4 separate regions of the Zea mays genome follow, and regions 1, 3 and 4 are each linked to region 2. The links are chromatin contacts, called in public Hi-C maps. All regions are on one chromosome and are shown on one strand. The core of a region is the stretch at or near the end of the contact, and the rest is flanking DNA. Distances in the headings are between cores, read along the strand shown. Region 1 holds the start of LOC100501494. Region 2 holds the start of LOC542170 (putative ubiquitin-conjugating enzyme family). Region 3 has its middle 21 kb from the start of LOC100501494. Region 4 holds the start of LOC100501364 (Core-2/I-branching beta-16-N-acetylglucosaminyltransferase family protein).

The links. Hi-C and Micro-C count contacts between places; a contact is called where the count stands out from the background.
Region 1: a Hi-C map of ear shows a contact between it and region 2, with 6 times the contacts expected there. The contact joins the promoter of LOC100501494 here to the promoter of LOC542170 in region 2. A contact is called at or near these places in 10 of 25 Hi-C or Micro-C datasets (bundle sheath, ear, leaf and 2 more) and 1 of 3 datasets of contacts at active chromatin or transcription factors (leaf).
Region 3: a contact with region 2 is called in a Hi-C map of ear, with 3 times the contacts expected there. The contact joins the enhancer-like site here to the promoter of LOC542170 in region 2. A contact is called at or near these places in 2 of 25 Hi-C or Micro-C datasets (ear and tassel).
Region 4: a Hi-C map of leaf shows a contact between it and region 2, with 6 times the contacts expected there. The contact joins the promoter of LOC100501364 here to the promoter of LOC542170 in region 2. A contact is called at or near these places in 7 of 25 Hi-C or Micro-C datasets (bundle sheath, ear, endosperm and 2 more).

The regions. Positions count from the first base shown.
Region 1 is chr5:58,274,597-58,277,296 of Zm-B73-REFERENCE-NAM-5.0, forward strand. It overlaps LOC100501494, which reads right to left and starts at 1,309. Exons shown (of 10, transcript XM_020537505.2): 1 at 902-1,309; 2 at 479-755. The coding sequence starts at 674.
Region 2 is chr5:58,597,604-58,600,403 of Zm-B73-REFERENCE-NAM-5.0, forward strand. LOC542170 (putative ubiquitin-conjugating enzyme family) reads left to right here and starts at 1,371. Exons shown (of 7, transcript NM_001111791.2): 1 at 1,371-1,491; 2 at 1,763-1,828.
Region 3 is chr5:58,295,476-58,298,175 of Zm-B73-REFERENCE-NAM-5.0, forward strand. No RefSeq gene overlaps it. Among protein-coding and RNA genes, the nearest start is that of LOC100501494, 21 kb to the left of the region's middle. Within about 2 kb of position 1,251, at least 16 of the 20 cell types and tissues checked have an H3K27ac peak or open chromatin away from gene starts, as enhancers often do. A contact at or near this core is called in ear and tassel, where this site is marked.
Region 4 is chr5:58,221,306-58,224,005 of Zm-B73-REFERENCE-NAM-5.0, forward strand. LOC100501364 (Core-2/I-branching beta-16-N-acetylglucosaminyltransferase family protein) reads right to left here and starts at 1,307. Exons shown (of 11, transcript NM_001353545.1): 1 at 926-1,307; 2 at 1-236. The coding sequence starts at 138.

The DNA of each region.
Region 1 (2,700 bases), core at 59-2,558, 320 kb before region 2:
GGTAAACATATTCCCAGCCCGGATGCTCTTGCTGCTTAGGCATGAACAAAGAGTACGATCATTTTTCTGCCTTTTTCTTTTTTGTTGTTGTTGTGCGTGTGTGATTTTATTCTAGGGCTAGGAGGAGGAGGAGTGGTGGTGGAAAACGCGCAGGATTGCGTGTCGTGTGGGATTGGCGTCGGCGTCGGCGGCCGCGGCTATGATTGATTTATTAATAACGTCGTTCGTCGGCCGTATGTGCAGGTGGAGTCGGGCGGGGAGGCAGCGGGCTGCGGCCGGGGACTAGTACTAGGTAGCAGTAGTCCAAGTCCGGCGGTCCGGCCGCGTCTCCGGCGGCGAAGAGGTAGGGGCGAGCGAGGAGCCAGACACCGGCGCGCGTGGCGTGGCGTGGCGAGGCGGAAACGGAACGACGGTCGGTGGTTGCAGAACAAGAAGAAGAAAGACTGAAGGGGAAGGGCGTGGCCGTGGCGTGGCGTACCGATTTGCGCGGGCGAGGTGGCGGCGGCGTCGTGGAGCACGATGACGGTGCGGGACGGGACGATGACGGTGACGGTGCGCACGCCGGGCAGCGGCCGCAGCAGCTTCTCGACGAGGGGCACCTCGGAGGGGCAGCAGATCCCCAGCACGTCGAAGTAGCTCTTGTGCAGGGTCCCCGCCGCCGCAGCGTCCCCCATTGCGCCGCCCCGCGCCGGTTCCTCTGTGCCCCTGTGTCTGTTGTCCCGCTCCCGCCGCAGAGGAGGAGGAAGCGGCCAAACCTACACGAGGAGAAGTCGAGCGGTGGTTTGAGCGGAGGCCAGGGGGGTGGGGGCAGCAATCTTGGCGTGCGCGCGGCCGGGGGTTTTGTTTCGGCCGGGCCGGGTTACATAAATAAACATGCAAAGAAAGCCCGCCGGCGACTTACCCCGCTGGCGGCCGGGTGAGTCCGGGAGGGAGGGGAGGGGGGGACTGGTGCGGATGGCAGGAGCGGTTGCGTTGGCCTGGCCGTCTGCGGAAGCGGAGGGGAAAGGAGAGAGGAGTGGGAACTGGGAAGCTGGAGGGCGGGTATTTATGGATGGACTCGGCCATGGCCCGCGCTCGCTCGCTCGCTGTGACTGGAGCGGGTGGTGGTGGTGGACTGGTGGGTGGGTGCCGACGCGTGAGGCACACACACAGCGCACTGGCGGCACCGGTGGTGGTAAGTTGCGGAGACGGCAGCGGAGGCCAGGCCGCCGGACGGTGAAACGGACGCGTGCGTGGCTTTGGCTTGGCAGTTGGCACTGGCAATGCCATGCCATGGCATGGCATGGCGTGGCGCGCGGCACGTGACGTACGCGGCTCTCGATCGGTCGGTCGTCTTGAGTATATATATTATCATCGACGACGCTCCGTGCCGTGTCGTGCTAGGAGGCCCTCCCCCGCACCCAAAAAAAAGAAAAAAAAATTCAGGCCGGCTGCAACAAATTTTTTTCCAAAAAAAACGGATGCAAAGGTGGCGGATCGGACTCGTCCAGACGGCGGGTGATACGCATGAGTCGTCCATCCACACCTTCTACCCCATGCATCCGTCCGTCGTCATCGGCATGGATCAACTCCACGTACGGTGCCGTGACATCTACGGGTTAGCACGAATATTTTGACAGAAAAATATACTGCAGGATAATGTGTAGTTATTATCTAGTGTTATAAATATTATTACTGCTTTATATGTACTCCTTTATATGTGTGTGCATATATATAATCCCAAACAAAGAATCCCATAGAGAGATGGGATGGCCTTTTTTCCCCCTTGAGAATTCGAGTCCGGAGGTTGAGTGACGGATACGCCATGCTTTTATTTCGTGACAGCCTTTTTGTACACAACAAGGTGCCGCACAAGCACAGGCACGTACGCCTCGCGTGCATCACGTTTCGCACGCCCAGTCACACGCACCGTGCCCCGGCGGGGACGGGGAGGGAGGACAGACAGTAGCGACGGACACACATGGGACGAGCAGCTGTTTCATCTGTCCGGTTATTTACCTCCCATCTTTTTTATTGTATGGATGGATGACAACGACGCATGTACAATCTAGATATTATACTGTGGTTCTTTAAGCGCTAAATACATCTACGAAACTCATTCATAAACTCAATGTATTTAAGTTTAAAGATACGACTTATTTATATGAGTTGTATGGACATAACTATGTGTAAACTTAGAGAACCGTGTTAGAAACGTTCATTCATTAAGATACTGTCTCTTTTTTTTACACTTATTCCTTGATATCTGTTAAGATACAGAATTTGGCTATGCCCTTAGTCGTCCTCCCTAGAACAGTACTTCCAGGATACATCCACGGGCCATCAGTCATGCAGGAGCGTAAGTAGGGCTGGGCGTTCGGGTTTACCCGGTATTTTGGGCCGGATTTTTTGGGTTTTTTATATTTCGGCCTTCTAACATCTATACCCGAACTCTTACCCGTAATTTCGGGTACCCGTAATTTTGGGTACCCGTAATTTCGGGTACGAGTTCGGGTAATAGCAAACTACCCAAAACAGTGAAACAATATTCAACGGTAGTAGAGTAGGATATTTAATATTCAAGAGAGCAAGATTTAACATTCAACAGTGAAAAAGTGAATCAATATTTAATATTCAACAGTAAGACAATATTCGCTCTCACACATAACAGAGAGTAGTAGGCAGTGAAACATTGATAGTGATATTCAAAACACTCGACCA
Region 2 (2,800 bases), core at 121-2,620:
CATGGGGGAGGACGAACAACGGCAATCTCGAGTGAGAGATTTTTGCTATTACGATATTTGTTTTATTAGGCTTCTCTCTTTTAGTATTATGATTTTAACTTCTTTATAATAGTATTCATAAGTGAATATATCCTTTAAAAAAGTACTCCAATCCCTTTTTAATCATTTTTATTTTCTTTTGTTATTTATCACCACTTAAATTAATTGTATTCACTACTTTTCCGGTTTTACTTTCTCCCTTTGCATCTCTGTTCATCACGATTCTCTAACGCATGCCTCCTATTAGCTATCGCAGTTATAGTTCCCAAATATATGTTTATTATTAGGACCAGTTTGATTATAGGACAGTAGCTATCATTCACTTGGCCTGGCTGACTAGCTCCAAACGATCCTCTTGTATGTCATTCGTTTTCCATCTTCATGCCAAATAAAATTAACATACAAGAACACTATCTACCTGATAAGAAAGTTCAAACAGTTGCTCTTGACTCTCTGGCCTCATCCAGCCAATAACATCCAAGCAAGCAAGATACATACATTAACAACTTGTAGTTTATTTGTGAGTTTATTAAATTCATACTAGAACTGATAGAGTAACATGGTTAATTTAGGTGATGAAAATAAAAAATAGAATAAAAACAATTAAAAATGGGTTAGAATACCATTTTAAAGAATAGACTCACTTATGAGTAATATTATAAAGAAGATAAAATTGCAAGTATTAGAAGAGAGAAACCTGATATAAAAAATATTGTAATGGCAAAAAGCTCCTCGAGTGAAGGGCACGGTAAGGGGGGAGGACAGACATCGATAATCTAGAGCGAAGGACGCGACGTGGGGGAGGACCGATGACAATAATCCGGGCGAAGGTATGGGGCGGGGGCATTGGTACTATGTGGACGTCCACCCTAGAGTCTTATTGAGTGATGTAGATGTAGATGTAGATTCGCTGGAAATTAAATTTTAATTATTTAGATTCGAACACGGAATACATTTTTGCCCCTGTTTGTTTCAGCTTTTTGGAGCTTCTGGCCACCAAAAGCTGCTGCGGACTGCCAAACGCTCAGCTTTTCAGTCAGCTTCTATAAACTTCGTTTGGGTAAAAACCATTTAAAATCAACATAAACACATAATCGGTTGAGTCGTTGCAATAGTAGTAATCCGTCACTTTTTATATCCTGAGTCATATGGACACCTTTATCTTCCTCCACACGTAATCCTAATAATACATAGATTCTCTCCACAGCCAGATTCTACCCACAGCCAAATTCTCAGAAAAGCTGGTAAAAAAAGCTGAACCAAACATGCCTGAGCTCGTTAGAACGGATGAATATCCGGCACATGTTTGTCGTTTTCTCTAGTGCCGCCGAGACGCTTTCCTTCCACCTGCCGACCGACGCACGCGGACGCCTCCGTTCGTACTCCCGCCGCCTGTAGAGGCCTCGTCCTCTCGCCCACCGGCGAAAAACCGTTCCCCTCTGCCGTTTCCGGGTGAGTCTACGCGGCGCAACTTCTCCGGTCCCATCGGTTTTGGGTGCGCGACCCTCCTTCGGCTTCTCATCGTCGTTCTTCGGTGCGCGGACGCAATTCATGGATCCGGGGGCCGGATCCCGCGCCTTCTGCGACGATGGCTGCTCCCCTCCCCTTGCTTCTTTGCGCGCACTCCTCCTCCACTGCCTTCCTGTTTTTAAACAGGGAGAGGGGTGGCCCTCCGCTAGCCGCACGGATCCTCTCCATCCTCACCGTTTCTTCCTCTCTGCAGGTCTCTTAGTGCAAGCAAGGAGGCCGTTCCACGCTCCTCCAGCGAGCTCCGTTCTGAAGCGGCAAGGTAAACCTGCCTCTCTTAGTCTGCTGGTGTAACTCTGAAAATATGTCGTCGGTTTGAACGATGCAAAACAACAGTAATCCGCATGTACTTTAGTAAGTTGGATATGATCAGTATCTTATTTCTTTAAAAAATTAAGGCAGAAGATAACTAGATTCATTATTCTCATAACCAGTGTTATTAAAACTACGTTTAAACGATGTTTAAACTATGTTTAAACGTCAAAACTCTAATTAGAGGTTGAAACCACGTGCGTTTTGGCGTTCTAAACTGTAAAACGCAGTGTTTTATGCATTTTAGACCATTAACTACTTTTGAGCCTAGTCTATTAGTTACTTTCGAGGTTTAATCCAGCTCATAGGTGAAGTTTTGGTAAGCCACTAGCCTCTCTATTTTGGTATTTAACTTCATATTATTGTCTGAAATTATAATGTATTGGTATTTTTCCTATGTTGTTTAAAACTACGTTTAAACAAAGTTCAAACGTTTAAAAGTCAAAATTTCACCCATGAGCGTTCCAACGTTTTATTGTTTTAATAACCTTGCTCATAACCATGCCGTGTGTTCTTTCCTAATAGACTTGATTTAGTCATACATTCATAACCTGCGCTCGGCAGAGCATGGTTAAGGTTAGACATAGTTTTGAATTTTGAGCATGTTTTTCCTTTCGTATGCTAATTTGGTGAGTATTTGTCAATTTCCAATTCCAACACAGAGGTACAAACAGTTATATGGAACTAGGCAAGCTAGCATCTTCTTAAGTAAATGCAAGGATGAAAAGATGTTGAAACAAATCAACATCTGATGGTTTCATGAACTTTCAGTGCTGATCTAAATTTTCATCTAATATTTCACTTTTTTAACTCTTTTTATTTACAAATTACAATCATGTCTGAATGCCTAAATGTACCTCTGCAACCTTTTCCATAAGGAAGGTGTGTTAACTGTGTCTTGTGAGTCTTTCTTAGCTATAGT
Region 3 (2,700 bases), core at 1-2,500, 300 kb before region 2:
TGTATCATCAACTCCTCCATATTACGACATGCCATGTTTATTAGTTATTGATCTTCATCCCTATGTTGTAGTTGAGCCCAGAACTGGAGCCAATGCATAGCCCGAAAAACCACCTGCAAAGAAGTTTTTATTAGAGCATTATCAAATTGCCCAACATATTGCCGAGGCTGCAAGAATAAAGTATCTTCTCATTGTATTATCCAATCCGGTTATCCAAGAACCAAAGATATGTCTAATATTGTTTGGTGAACGAATGCCATATCTAATCCGAACCAAGCGCTAAATAAATTTAGCAAGTTGGCAATGGAAAAAAAGATGATCAATTGTCTCATTTTGATTACAAAAAGAACATTTTGCATTGCCTTTCCAATTATGCTTGAGTAGATTATCTTTGGTGCACGATGTAAATACCACATGAAGATTTTAATCTTCAAAGACATCTTAGCCTTCCAAATATGTTTGTGCCACGCAACATTCCATTAGTTATTAGCCTCCTATACATGGAATGAACTCTAAAAGAACCGTTTGCCGTCAAATAATAATATAGATGTGAAAAATATAATCATTATTAAACATTAGAAGTTAAATTATCTAACATTATCATTATTATATAGTTTAACTAATTTTGCATAACTAGCGAGTCAGAAGGAACCGACTCGGCTCGTTGAACTAACGAGTTCGAAAACCCGACTCAACTCGTAACACTTCGAGATGAGACGTCCTAAGCTCGAGCCAGCTCGCAAGCCTCTAGTTTTTTTTAGCCCAGCTCTAACCTAAGAATGGCCCTCCCGCCAATGGGCGGGTGTGCCTGGACACATCGATAAAGCTAAGTCTTTAGAGCATTAATTATATGCCCAAGCACTTGTAAGGCAGCCCGCAGGCCCCACGGGACATTTGATAGTACAACTTGTCATGATGGTTTAGAGATCCTTACCGACGTGTGATTTTGAGGTTGTTAAACCAGATCTATTTGGAAGTTTATCAAACAAACTTTCCATTAGGTTTGTTGTGTATACATCCAGTGAAGGTGATTTCATCCATGATTCTGCTCGACTGCTAGATGAGTGAATAGTAAGCTAACTAGCTAAATCAGGCATAGCTAGCTAGCGTGGCGTGGCAGGCGGGTTAGTTATGATGGCGACCAGCAAAGAGAGACGAAAGGCAGTACAACAAGGTAGGAGTCGGAGTACGGGTGAGGCATCGTACGTGTCAGCTGGGACGTCGCCGGCTAGCTCTTCGTGCAGTGTCAGAGAGACGACAAGGACAAAGCCGACAGGGATATCGTGAGCGGCCGGCCATGCCCGCAGCTAGCATGCATGCAGCAGCGCCAGCTGAGAGGGAATCCGGCAGCTCCCAATTCCCAAATAGTATGGTGCGCATGCACGTGGAGAGCAACAGCTTACAGTACTCATCTAGCTAGTCTCACGTCGAGTCGGTTTAGAGATGGAAGGTCCAGCAGGCAATGAAGCAGCCCTGGACGATGAGATTGACGTAACGTTTGTTTCAGTTTTTTTTTTCGGTTTATGGCCACCAAAAACTATCGTAAACCGTAAAACGTTTAGTTTTTCGGCCGGTTTCTATAAAAAATCGGTTGGATAAAAACCACAAAAAAGCAACATAAACACATAGTCAATCAAATCATTATAATAGTAAGAATCTATTATTTTTAGATTTTTAAACTTTATAGATATCTTCATCCTTCTCTGTACATAATTTCTATGATACTTAGATTTTCTCCACAGCCAAAATTTCCCCACAGTCAGATTCTCATGAAAGCCACTCACAAAAAAGCTGGATCAAACATACATTGAAAAAGGTGGTGAGAGAATATTTCTAAATAAATACTCCTGCAAATTTAGAACCACCACCACTTTAGACGCTTTATATGTTGTTCTCAATAAAGCAAGCTTTTATCACGTTTCAAAATCATTGCATCGCGTCCAGTGGCGGCCCTCAGATTTTAGAGACCCGGGGCAAAATTTAAATAGAGACCCATACAATTATTTTTTAATGTATAAAATATTAATATAAGTACTTAAGAAACATTTAAAAACATTCATATCAATATAAACACTCAATAAAATTTGGTTGTTCTTTAATATTACCATTTTTAGTAGGAGATGAATTAAATTTAGGCTCATGATCATTCACACCATGTTATCTTGCGTTGTTGTCTAAGGCGTCTCGCCTCTCGCACCCTTGATAGGCACATTGGACGTACAATCACGAGCTCTTACCTCTAGTACGAGTAGAACCAATTAGTTAAGAATTAACCAAATGTATTTCATATTTGATTATATATATATATATATATATATATATATATATATATATATATATATATATATATATATATATATATATATATATATGGCGTCGAATGGATGGGGCCCTCGAAGATGAGGGACCCGGTGCGGCCGCCCCGTTCGCCCGCCCGCCCTTAGGGCCGGCGCTGATCGGACCGGCACAATCGTTTTTAAAAAAAGCACTTCTGGCACAGACACATCCTACACAGTTTAAATCACGGTCAGTTAGTTTTAATCAACACGTAGACTACATTAGTAAAACTTTTACTAGCCACCTGCACTAATTATTGACAAACCACAACAACAACCGTATTCTAAAAAGGTAACATATATATCTAGCATGAGCCTTTATTTCACATAGGTTGTATATGAACTACCAGAGTTTATAAAAGAA
Region 4 (2,700 bases), core at 57-2,556, 380 kb before region 2:
TTCTGATGGTACCAGATAACAGGCTGTGTAATGCTGTGGAGTATAAAGATAGGCTCCAATGGCTACTACACAGACAAAGGCAACCAAGACAATGAACCAGAGAGGCCTTCTAGATGGAGCCCTACTGCGTGGTGCCATGATGTATCTTTACAAACAGGAAAGCAGGGCCTAGCTAGCTACAGCCATGCAATCATCCATAAGCACTCCTCTGATAGAACTGATGAAAACCCAAAAACCTGGAAAACACAGGGAAACGAAACATTTTAGTTTAATGCCTTCAGGCTTTCAGCTAACTGCACGTTTTTTTTTGTGCATTGCAAAACAGTTCATGTTTCGAATAACAATCCATATTGTATAACAAAATGACATGTATAGAAGATGGAGTCATTTCAAAGACACACATCAGTTCAGAAACTGATTGATAGTGCACTATGTTTGAACAGAACTATGTGTATATAAATAAATGTGCCTATCCACAAATGAACTACAAGCTAATAGGGATAATACGAAATGCAAGCTCTCTAAGCATGTATACTGCCTTAACTCTTTTTTTTTTGGTTCCTTGTTGTTTGTTGGTTCGTATGACCTGCACAAATTTTAAGCTAAATTATCCTCACTGTCTATGTTCAAGTACTTACATGTCCACACGGTCACTCATCATTTTTTTCCACAGAGTATCACAACACCCTCCCTAAACCTCGCCAACCAATTGTCAGGGAACGAACTCCAAAATGGCACGGGCGCAACTTGGTTTGAGGCACTGAAAACCCTAGGCAAGATTCTAGATGGGTTCTCGCTCGATAACAAGGACACCACGCAGCACATGAGCCCACAGCTAACCGGGCAATAAAATTTCGAACTTGACTGCTAGCAGCCGCAGAAAGAAGACGACCTCCAAGAGAGAGGCAAAGCTCGAGTCACTTACCCACGAGAGGAGAGGTCGATCCGTATCAGTCAGGATAGATGGAGCTATACTCACGACTCCACGCGCAGCAATCCAGTCCAGCAGCAGGAATCCGGCAGCTGGCAGGGCAGAGGAGCGGCCAGACGAGGTCGACGGCAACGAACCACCGGCAGCTCGCGCCGGCCGCGGAGAACGACAGGGAGCAAGAGCACGCGCGGGATTCGTCCCGATTACGGCGGAGTTCGGGAGATCTATGGTAGAGGATGGTCCGATGGAGGGGGGAGTACGGAAGAATCTTGGGAGCAAGGACTGTTGGCTGGACAACACCTCAGTACATCACAAATTCACAGGGGTCTTTGCAGTCTGCAAACGCGCTGCTTCAGCGCTTCTGCTTCTGCTTGACTCCCTCGAAGCCGAGAAGAGGTTTTGCACCTATATATATAAAAAGATTTTTTTTACTTGGTAAAAACGATTGTGCAATCAAATTTCTCTTGCGACCATATAGATGGCAATAGGACTCGATCCCCCGTTTTGCCGCGGGGAATTTTCCTATTAAAACTAGTTTGAAAGCCATAAAACCGGTGTGGATTAGATAGCTAATTCCTCTTCTTATTCAATTTGAAATAAGAAGGACAATCTAGCCTCTCCTTTCTCCTCCTGTTTTCTTGTTCCCAAACTAGTCCTTAGGGTTACTTTAAAAACCTCATTTTCCCAAGAAAAATTAGTTCATTTTCCTTTAAGAAAATGATAATCACTTAGGAAAATTGGGTTACCAAACTAGACCTTAGGGAACGGGTATGAGACTAATTTAGTCCCCGTGGGGATCTAAATGGGGGAAATTTAAATCTCTGTCGGGTTCGCGTGGACGGGAAACCATCCTGTGTACCCGCCCCATGAAACTTTTTATCCAAGTTAGTCAATTTACTTGTTAAAATTATAATAAAAATTTAGTGCATGACATGATACAGAATAGGAAATGTCGGTACCCTAAATCAGGGGTACCCTCTTTTACAGCATGAAGACGCCGCACTCATACGACGTCTCCTAGCCAGACGGGGGACGACGCCTGACCCCACCGCATGGGCAGGCCAAAGGACGCCACATGGCAAGAAAAGATAACACATCCCAGTAAGTCTGGACCCCCTCAGAAGGACACCGGACCCCTATACATATAAGTCCGGAGCCTCCGGTTATGTCCGAACCTCAGCAGGGTCCCGGAACGAGGAGGACCCTGGTATGAGCAGGGGTCCGGTGCTGACACGTGTCCGGGCCTTGCCCTTCAGTTCCCGCTCAGGCGGAGACCCGCTGCTTGTGGCCCATGACATAAGCTATCGGACCGAGCCTGACGTGAAGTCATGCAGCCCCTGCATTTATTGAGGAAAGGACGCGATGCCTGCCACTGCACTGACGGGCGACGTGCCCTCTCAGCATTTAATGCGTCCCGTCCCATCCGCTGGCAGACGGCGTCAAGGTCATCCAGCAGGCGGCGCGCCTGTTGGGTCTGTGTCACACCTGGGTTTCGGGGCACCAAGACCCGGGCGCGAACATAATCACCAGGTGTGCTGGGACCAAGTCTCACACATATGATGAATCATGGCACATGATCGAATGTCACATCTTTACTATATAATAGGAGTTCTATACAAAATAAATAATTACATTATAAGGAGACAACGGTCCAGCAACCCAAAGTTGACTGGGAGACGACGACCTAGACCTCTCACGAACTCGTCACAGTATCCTCCAAGCGCCTCATCCTGCGGTACTTATTCTTGACCTATGGGGGGGTGTGAGAC